Regions from separate parts of the Mus musculus genome. Here region 1 is linked to region 2. The links are chromatin contacts, called in public Hi-C maps. All regions are on one chromosome and are shown on one strand. The core of a region is the stretch at or near the end of the contact, and the rest is flanking DNA. Distances in the headings are between cores, read along the strand shown.

What was found. Hi-C and Micro-C count contacts between places; a contact is called where the count stands out from the background.
Region 1: a contact with region 2 is called in a Hi-C map of uterus, with 4 times the contacts expected there. The contact joins the promoter of Vps26b here to the promoter of Glb1l2 in region 2. A contact is called at or near these places in 2 of 39 promoter capture datasets (frontonasal cranial neural crest and neural stem cells), 12 of 484 Hi-C or Micro-C datasets (LSK cells, Sertoli cells, embryonic stem cells and 8 more), 3 of 115 datasets of contacts at active chromatin or transcription factors (acute myeloid leukemia, embryonic stem cells and kidney) and 2 of 9 other capture datasets (adipose tissue and pancreatic islet).

What each region holds. Positions count from the first base shown.
Region 1 is chr9:27,027,331-27,031,662 of GRCm38.p6, reverse strand. It overlaps Vps26b (VPS26 retromer complex component B), which reads left to right and starts at 1,569. Exons shown (of 6, transcript NM_178027.4): 1 at 1,569-2,264. The coding sequence starts at 2,042. It overlaps Ncapd3 (non-SMC condensin II complex, subunit D3), which reads right to left and starts at 1,498. Exons shown (of 36, transcript NM_178113.4): 1 at 1,164-1,498; 2 at 833-1,040. The coding sequence starts at 893.
Region 2 is chr9:26,804,212-26,808,953 of GRCm38.p6, reverse strand. It overlaps Glb1l2 (galactosidase, beta 1-like 2), which reads left to right and starts at 2,486. Exons shown (of 19, transcript NM_001310768.1): 1 at 2,486-2,656. The coding sequence starts at 2,571.

The sequences.
Region 1 (4,332 bases), core at 320-2,819, 220 kb before region 2:
CAGGAGCTGATGCAGAGGCCATGGAGGGATGTTCTTTACTGGCTTGCTTCTCCTGGCTTGCTCAGCCTGCTCTCTTATAGAACCAAGACTACCAGCCCAGAGATGACACCACCCATAAGGGGACCTCCCCACTTTATCACTAATTGAGAAAATGCCTTACAATTGGATCTCATGGAGGCATTTTCCCAACTGAGACTCCTTTCTCTGTGATAACTCCAGCCTGTGTCAAGCTGACACACAAAACCAGCCGGTACAAGAACCATCTAGCTGAATTTATGATCACAAATTCTAAGAAAAAAAAAATCAACCTGAACATTGAGATTGTCTGTTTAAAACCACCTGGGGAATAGACTTAGGACTCCAGCAAGACTAGGTAGAACAAAGGTGACAGATGGAGATAACTGAGGCACTAGCACTATTAAAGGCCAATTATTAGCTTTTCATGTTGCTGCTGCTATTGTTATTATCACTGAGACACTCCTATTATTATTGTTTTATTATTATTATTATTGAGACTGGTTTAAATTCATTTGTGTGGCCCAGGATGGTCTTGAACTCATGGCAATCCTCCAGCCTCGACCTCCCGCATGCTAGAACAGTTTAGCTCTCTTTTCTACCAATTACTCGTCTGGACTCAGATCCCACCGTAAGTTTGGCTGGCCTTCACCCGGGCAGATTGTCACAATCCTGGGGCTCACGGTCAGTGCAGAGACCAGGGCTTCCCCTTCCCCCACCCCTACCCCTACCCTCACCGAGACGCAAGCTTGGATACATTAGGCGGAACAAAACACCCCAAGCCCCGAACCCAGAACCCGCGGCTGCGTTTCCTCACCGAGGCTGAGACCCAGCGGACACCAAGGCTGCAAGTTTTCTCCAAGATCCTGCAGCGCCATTCCGACCGTGGACGTACCGGCTCGCCGTCGCTCCCGCGCGCGCTCTGAGACGTTTTGGCGGACCAGTCACAACGTTCGGGATTTACAATCGACCAATCACCGCGCTGAGCCGTGTTCGTAACCCAAGCCAATGGGCTGGGTCGCCCACTGCGTGCGCATAAGTGGGCGGGGCAAAGACTGGAAGTTAAACAAGGCTAGCGAGGACTTTTTCTTTTTCCCTTAGCATTCCAGTTAATGTTGGGGTCAGGACGTCACTAGTGTTTTTCTTACCGTCATATCGTTCTTACACGGCAGGGAACCTAGAGGCCAGCGGGGACAGCATACTTCCTGTAGTAGCGGTCACATTTGCCCCTTCCGGTGACACTGAGCGTGCATGGGAAAGGCACCTCATCCCGTCAGACAGCACGCAAGCGTTGCTCGTATTCAAATGTGAAGAGTAGCCTGGCGTTTATCAGGCTAAGAAGGAAGAGAAATGCAACCGGAATATTACAAGGAGGCACTTGCAGTGCTAGGACTTGACGGAACATCTGGGCCCGAGTTCTACTGGAGAGAGGCCAGAGCCGCCATGTAAACAAAGCGCCCTTTGGCACTGCACATGCGCAGATGAGCGCACCCCTTGACGGCCTGGAGGGGGTAGGGAAAGCGAGGGGGGGGGGGGGGAGAGAAGACGTGCGCGTGCGCGTGGCATCATCTTCGCATCCGGGCCGGAGTTCTCCTGCCCCTTCCCCCGCCCGGCGCCGCCGTAGCACTTCGGTGCGTTACGCCGCGGGAGTCCAGGCAGTTCTGTGTGTGCGGCTGGGCGCTGGACCCCACCCGGTGGGCGACGAGACGCGCGTGCTTGGCGCCTTTCCTCCCAGGGCCCTAGTCGCTGCACCGCCAGGATCTGCGTTGGTACTGTGTCTGGCCTCTCGGTGCATCGCTGCTCTGGGCGCCGCAACCCGCAGCCGACCTCCTTCCTCCGCCCTGCCTCACCCCAGGGGCGCAGGCCATCGGCGATCGCCCACCGCCCAGCTCAGAGCGAGCGGGGCTGCGGTGCAGCGTCCAGCGCGTTCCCGCAGCCGGCCCTCCGGCCTGCCTTCCCCGAAGGCAGCTCGCGCCTGGGAGGGAGGGAGCAGTCTGTGCCGACACCGGCGCGGCCAGGCGGGGAGATGAGCTTCTTCGGCTTCGGGCAGAGCGTGGAGGTGGAAATCTTGCTGAATGATGCGGAGAGTAGGAAGCGAGCGGAGCACAAGACTGAGGACGGGAAGAAGGAGAAATATTTCCTCTTCTACGACGGGGAAACCGTCTCGGGGAAAGTGAGCCTATCACTGAAGAACCCCAACAAGCGACTAGAGCACCAGGGCATCAAGATCGAGTTCATTGGGCAGATCGGTGAGTCTATTCCCTGGGACCTTCCCAAAACCGGGACGTCAGCCTGCCCCTGGACTCGAGTGTGGGACGGGCTGGGAGCAGAGATTTTCAGTGCCCAGCTCCTGCGAGGCCTGCGACAGGTTCTTTTCAACTGTAATCTAAAGCCTGAGATTCACCCACGAGTCCCGCCCGTGGGCGACTCCCCCATGCATTCATTACCTTCTTCCGTGCCAAAAGTGACAGCGTGCTGCTGGGGAGGTGGGGACAGCCTAGATAGGGTAGGGAGCCCTCTGCTGTATGGTCGGATGCTCACCTGGTGCTTGGATATCCCCATTGTCTCTGCAGTATGCTTCCAGCTTTGCTTCTAGTAACCGGGATTTCATAGTGTGGTAGACAGTATCCTGCAGGTGGGTTTGACAGCTACAGCTGTCAGATCCAATCCAAAGTTAAGCAGTGACCCCACCCACCTATCCATCATCCCTCCTCCCCCTTTAAAATACAGTGCAGTGGACCGGGCTCATAAATTCCGTCTATCTATCTCACCTCCATTCTGTATTACATTGCATGTGCATGTTTTGAATACCTGTAACCTGCCTCTTTCTGACTGCCTCTATTTCTCAAACTTCCTTAGTACCATGCTGGTATTTAGTTGTCTGATTTTCTCCTTAAAGTCAAAGAAGTGATGCTGCAAAGACTATAATTAAATGATCAAAAATTTGCAGTGCTCAATAGTCACCTTCAAATATTGTTAGTTCTAATAGAACTAGATAGACAAGGGAAGGCGGTAAAACAAAATATTTGGGGAGCCAGGTGAGAGGTGAGTTTGGTGGCACATGCCTTAAATTGCAGCACTTGGGAGGCTGAGACAGGTAGATCTCTGAGTTGAAGGCCAGCCTGGTTCACATAGTGAGTTCTAGGCCAGCTGCCATTGCATAGTGAGACCCTGTTTCAAAATAAAACAAAACCCCACGAAGATTTGGGGAGCTGCCCATCATGACTGGCTTGTCACCCAGTCTAAGTATTTGGAGTCTTTTGTGTCATCAAAGTGCTTGGGTACTTCAAAAAATAAAACATTCGTATCATGAAGTCACCAGTAGGTTGTGCCCTGTGGATAATGAACACCAATCAGAAAATCCCTACCCTGTATCCCCTACTGCACATATGGACACTGATTTTAGCCACTTGCTTGGGACAGCTTGCTAAGTTCACATGCTAAGAGTTGAGCATACATCTCATCTGTTTGTTCCCTTTTGCCAGGGCATCCCCTCACACAGTCGTGCCTTGCGGTATCGCTGTGTATCCCAAGGTGGATGAAGCCAGTCCTAGTAAAGAATCACAGGTCAGATTATATACATTATATCCATCCAAAGCACTCTATATAAGCATGATATATGAAGCAGTCAGTACTTGCCGACTGAGAATTGGCATTTTAAGTAGGAGTTTTAAAGTGACTACTACATCAGTACTTTTGCTCTGTAATACCAGTAAAAATAGGTATGTTTTGGTTTTTGTCTATCCCATCAACTCCCTGATTATGAATAACTCAAAAGCGTCCCTGCCTCACTCCGGCAGATGAAATGAGCCATTGTAGAAGGAAAGCATGCCTAAGTCTCTTTCAGTTTAAATACAAGGTAGCCAAAGAGGCAGTTTGCTGCAATTGCCCCACCTGCTCTCTTGCCTAACTCCTTCATTCCCAGATTGTCATAACCTCACTGAATTTTCTTGAAACCTTTTATTGCTTCTTGGGATAATTTTCCCTGGGACCTTGGCACTCTGACCTGATGGGGACTCAGCTTTGTCAGCTGTAAATCAAGTATCTTAAAGTCACCTGGTAATTGAGATTGGGAGGCCGTGTCTCATGTCTCAGCTAGAGGGTTCCTTTATAGAGGTGAGAGTCGTCACTGCCATTTCACAAAGTGAATTTGAGCCAGTGATTCAGGCTTCCCACTAGGCTTCCTATGTTCTCCCCAGCTAGCTTGCCATGTGGACTTGTACAGAGAACAGTTTTCAGCCTCCAAGCATTTACTTCTGCCACGTGAGCTTTCACACAGCTAGCAGTGGGTGTGGTGCTTAAAGTAGATAGTTCAAG
Region 2 (4,742 bases), core at 1,237-3,736:
TTGTATCCTTTCCCACTTCCCTTTCTTCTGCCCAAACCTTCTTGTATACCACTTCCTGCTCTCTTTCAAAATCATGGCTTCTTTTGTTCATTGTTGTTGTATACACACAGCCTGCTCAGTCTGTATAATGCATGGTGTATAAAACATGTTTGTATGCGTGTGTTTTCAGGCCTGACTGTTTCATATTGGATAACTACTTGGTGTACTCTTTCTTGGGGAAAACTATTTCTCCCACCCTCAGCATGCTTTAGCTACCTACAGTTCTTTGTGTAGGCTGAGGCCAGGGCTGTCCACAGCCCTTGTTGGTATTTTTTTGTTGTTGTTAATGAGTTAGATCATGGTCACCCAGCTTTGCAAAGGCTGAGGCTTTGCATGACAGTGTTGGACTGTGAAGGCTACAGTCAAAGTTCTGAGCATTCCCCGATGTACACTGGCTCCTCCCAGTGCTACACCACATTATCTGGACTTGGCAGGCTTTTTGCCTTTTGATTTAATTCTCTTCTCTTTTCTAGGGCTAACATTTTCATTTTAGGATTTCCTATTTCGTTTTTGTCTGTGATTGACCTGGTCCTAGCTTATGTCCAGAATTTCCCTCATATTCTTAATTTTATTTCTCAAGAGCCCTGACACTTGCCACCGTAACTGGACATGGCTCACACAAGCAGAATTAATATGTGGGCCAACCTCTGATGCTCTGTCTTTGTAACTGATAGACTAACTTTTAATCCAAGCTAAACCCAAAAGTTTCCATCACAGCCTTAGCAAACACTAAGTTCTCCTCTGCGGAAGCACTGTAGAAAACGTTTGGATTTTAGGAGACCTGGTTGCTGATTTCAGAGGGCCCTACTTCCCTCTGGGTCTCTAAAGCAGTGTTCCTGGACCTGTGGCTACAATATTCTATGCAAAGCCACAGTCTATGCTTCCTTATTCAGGCAGGGAATTCCCTTCCTCCTGTTTACCTGTTTACATTTTCCCTCTCTCCAATTTGCTTCTTTACCAAGTATTTAGTTATGCTAGAAAAAAAAAAAAGACCCTTCTGGCCAACTTTTTTGTCTTTGTCCTTGGAACTGAAATTTCTCTTATTGTTTGTCAGCTTTATGTATTTGTATAAAAATTCAGACCTGCAGCTGGAAAGATGCTCTACAAACCAATGCTCTGAGACACTGCTATAGTGTGTGTATATATGTGTGTGTGTGTGTGTGTGAATGTGTATGCGCATGTGCATGCACATATGTGTGGAGTTCCTGGAACTGGAATTAAAGGCTGTGTGAGCCACCAATGTGGACACTAAGAAATGAGTTTAGGTCCTCTGCTGTTAATGGCTGAGCCACCTCACCACAAATGTAAAATGTTAATTATGACTCTTTTAAAAATAAGAGTTCAGTGTGCTAGGTGTCCAGGCCTGAACTAGATCAGGGGAACTAAAGGCAGAATATTTTGGTCTTTATTTAGTGCTACTGAAACTTCAGTGACACTCAGCTCTCAAATAATCTTAAGTAAATTATTCAATGTCCTGGCTTTTAACATGAGTTATTACTTCAAAACCATTTTTCTTTTCAAACTTTGAGTTGTTTTAAAAGACATTGTCTTAGTCAGGGTTTCTATTCCTGCACAAACATCATGACCAGGAAACAAGTTGGGGAGGAAAGGGTTTATTCAGCTTACATTTCCACACTGCTGTGCATCACTGAAAGAAGTCAGGACTGGAACTCAAGCAGGTCAGAAAGCAGGAGCTGATGCAGAGGCCATGGAGGGATGTTCTTTACTGGCTTGCTTCCCCTGGCTTGCTCAGCCTGCTTTCTTATAGAACCAAGACTACCAGCCTAGAGATGGTCCCACCCACAAGGGGCCTTGATCACTAATGAGAAAATGACTTACAGCTGGATCTCATGGAGGCATCTTCCCAACTGAAGCTCCTTTCTCTGTGATAACTCCAGCCTGTGTCAATTTGACACCCAAAACCAGCCAGTACAGACATTTTTTTTTTTTTTCATTCACCTGTCAGGCACACTTAATTCTTGCTTATAATGAAATGCTGTGGGGAGTGACTTTCTCCCAGTTTGAATATTCAAAGATGCAGCAATAGTTCTATACCTCTCAAACAAACAGGCCCAATAGTTCTATACCTGTCTGCACTCATATGTAGGAAAAGACCCTCAACTTAAGTGCCTCTGCGATTCAGAGTGAGAACCAGGCTGACATGGGAAGTTGTTAGCTGTTAGGTACTTGATTCCTATTTAAACTCAGTAAGCAGGCAACTTCAGCTGCGGAACACTCAGACAAGTTTGGGCCTGGGCTGAGATCGCCCCGCCCCTCGACAGCCCCGCCCCCTGACAGGCCAGCTCCGCCCCTCCCTGTCCTGGTCTCCAGCCGATCCCTTGTCTGTGCAAGGCCCGGGAATGGAGGCGGGACCATAAACCTCAGCCAATGGGCGCCAGTGGGCTGGGCTGGCCGTAACATGGTTGCCCAGGTAACCAGTGAGCGGCCCCGCCCCTCCGGGCCAAGGCTTTGGCGCGCCTCTGAGTGTTGCTGGAGTGGGAACCCGGGTGTCTACCAGCAGCGTTTGCAAGATGCCCAAGTGGAGTCTGCGGCGGAGGCCAGGCCGCACACTCGGACTCCTGCTGCTGCTGGTCTTGAGCTTCCTGGTGCTCCGCAGGTGAGAGAACGCTCCGCCCAGCACCTATGGGACTCCTTTGGTCCCAGCCCAACACCTCAGGTTCTGGTCTGCCACAAATCTGGGAAACCGCGACTCTAATCTCTTAGAGCGCTCCAACAGCCTGGAGTCCCTTCGAGCCTCCAATCATTCTTACCCTGCCTCTGGGTAAAGCAGGCAGGCACAGCCCTGTCAGTCCCTAGGGGTCAGTGTGTTGAGTTTCGCAGCGTTCCATACTTGGTGCTGGACTCTGCTGTTCATAGTCACGTCCAGTCCTGTGGGAAGATCGACAGAACTGGCCTTCTCGTTTCTCTTCAGACACCCCCATCACTCCATGTAGCACCCACTGCTTTTCTTCCAAACCCCTACATTTCTTCCCAAGCTGGAAGTCTCTATTCTGCAAGGTTAGTGTTGTGATGTTTACCGTGAAGGTGATGTCCATGGGCTTCTCTCAGACTCTCAGCCCTGATTTACACCGCACTGCTGTTTATGTCTGTCCACTTTCCTCCTTCACTTTTGTACGGCCCCCTTTTATGAACGCTATTTGTCCCAGTCGGTGGTGTTCATTGAAAGAAAGGTTTACCCACTGCTCATGAACAAGTTTTCTGGTGATCTACTCCAGAAGGTTTCCAAAGCATATCTATTTATAGGAGTCACCGGCCTGACGATCTTCCAGGTCAATGCCTGGCGCTTTACATATTCAAACTCTCCAGTGTTGCTGGGAAGCTTGGCAGCAACATGGAGTAATTTGTCAGTAGACTTGAGGTCAGCCTTGAGAACTGGTGGTAGCTTACCACCCTTAGTTTTGTCTTTGGTTCCTTTCTTCATTTACCTGAATCAGAGACTAGGGCTTTTAATTTTTTTTTATTTTTATTTAAGATCTGAGTCCTTTTTGCTGCCGTGAGAACACATTTGGAAACTTCACGTGGACACCCTTTCAAGACTTACATCTCTTTGTTTCTGAGAGGATGTCATATTGTTTGAGATGAAACTAGATCTTTTCTCATTCTAGGGTCCAGGAAACTCCTAAGGCCTTTTGTTTCCTTAGTTGTTCCAAACACTTTCTTATTCATTCGAACTGCCCTTTCTTTGAATTTTAGTCATGGCTTCTGTCAAATTCTCAGCTTTCCCCAGGGGCACGGTTGATGTAACTCCATTGGTATTACTCCAGGCTGAGGCAACACAAGCTCTTGCATAGAGCAGGGAACCATGGAGCTGGAGCTCCAGAGAAATAGTTGCTTGTTTTTGATCGAAGTACACCTGTCCCTGCAGGTGACTCAGAGAGGTGACTGATGAGGGATGAGCCTGGTCAGGTAGCATTTTCTAATAGTCCTCAGGAAAATGTGTGGGAAGGAGGAGGGACACTTGTCACCCAGCAGGACACTGATGAGGGGTGAGGCAAGGGACAGGACTGTGAAGAAGCAGCCTAACCCTCTCGTAGGTGAGTAACTGATTCCCTACCCAGGCAAGCCGGCCCCAGCAGAAATCATGAAGCCTGAAGTTGCTTCATGACACTCTCTTTTGCAGCAGGCAAGGAAGGTTAAAGAGGCACCGATCCAAGGTCAGGGCCATCTTTTGGGATCCCTTGAGAGAACAAGTCTCTTTGGCATCATTTTGACTATATCTTCTCCATAGGTGCATCCTGTCTAGTTCTTTCTGTATTAACATAGATGAGTTACTTTAATAGCTATGAAGCCAAAGGGAAACAAACTGGCCCTCTCTTCCTGGCTTCCCCCAGCTTTGACTAGGTCATTAACTAAGTGGGTGGTGGGGGCCTCTCCCAGCTGTTGTTGGGGAATGTTGGTGTGGCTAATGGAATATAGGTCACATGGAAACTGGCTGCTCTCCTCAAAGTTCTCTGGAGCCCAGCTTCAGGACCAGTCCTTTTCCTGGATCCCATCAGCAGGTATTTTGAGGTTTCTGGGGGTTAGGTGTTTGGCTTAGAAACATTGCCTTTTTTTTTCTTCCTACAGTTTATTCACAGAATTATAGCTGTTTGATTAAATCATATCTAAGACATATTTAAGAGGGCTAAAAATGACTTTATGGGAAGATTTTATTCAATTTGGTGTTTTTTTCCTTTTGTGCC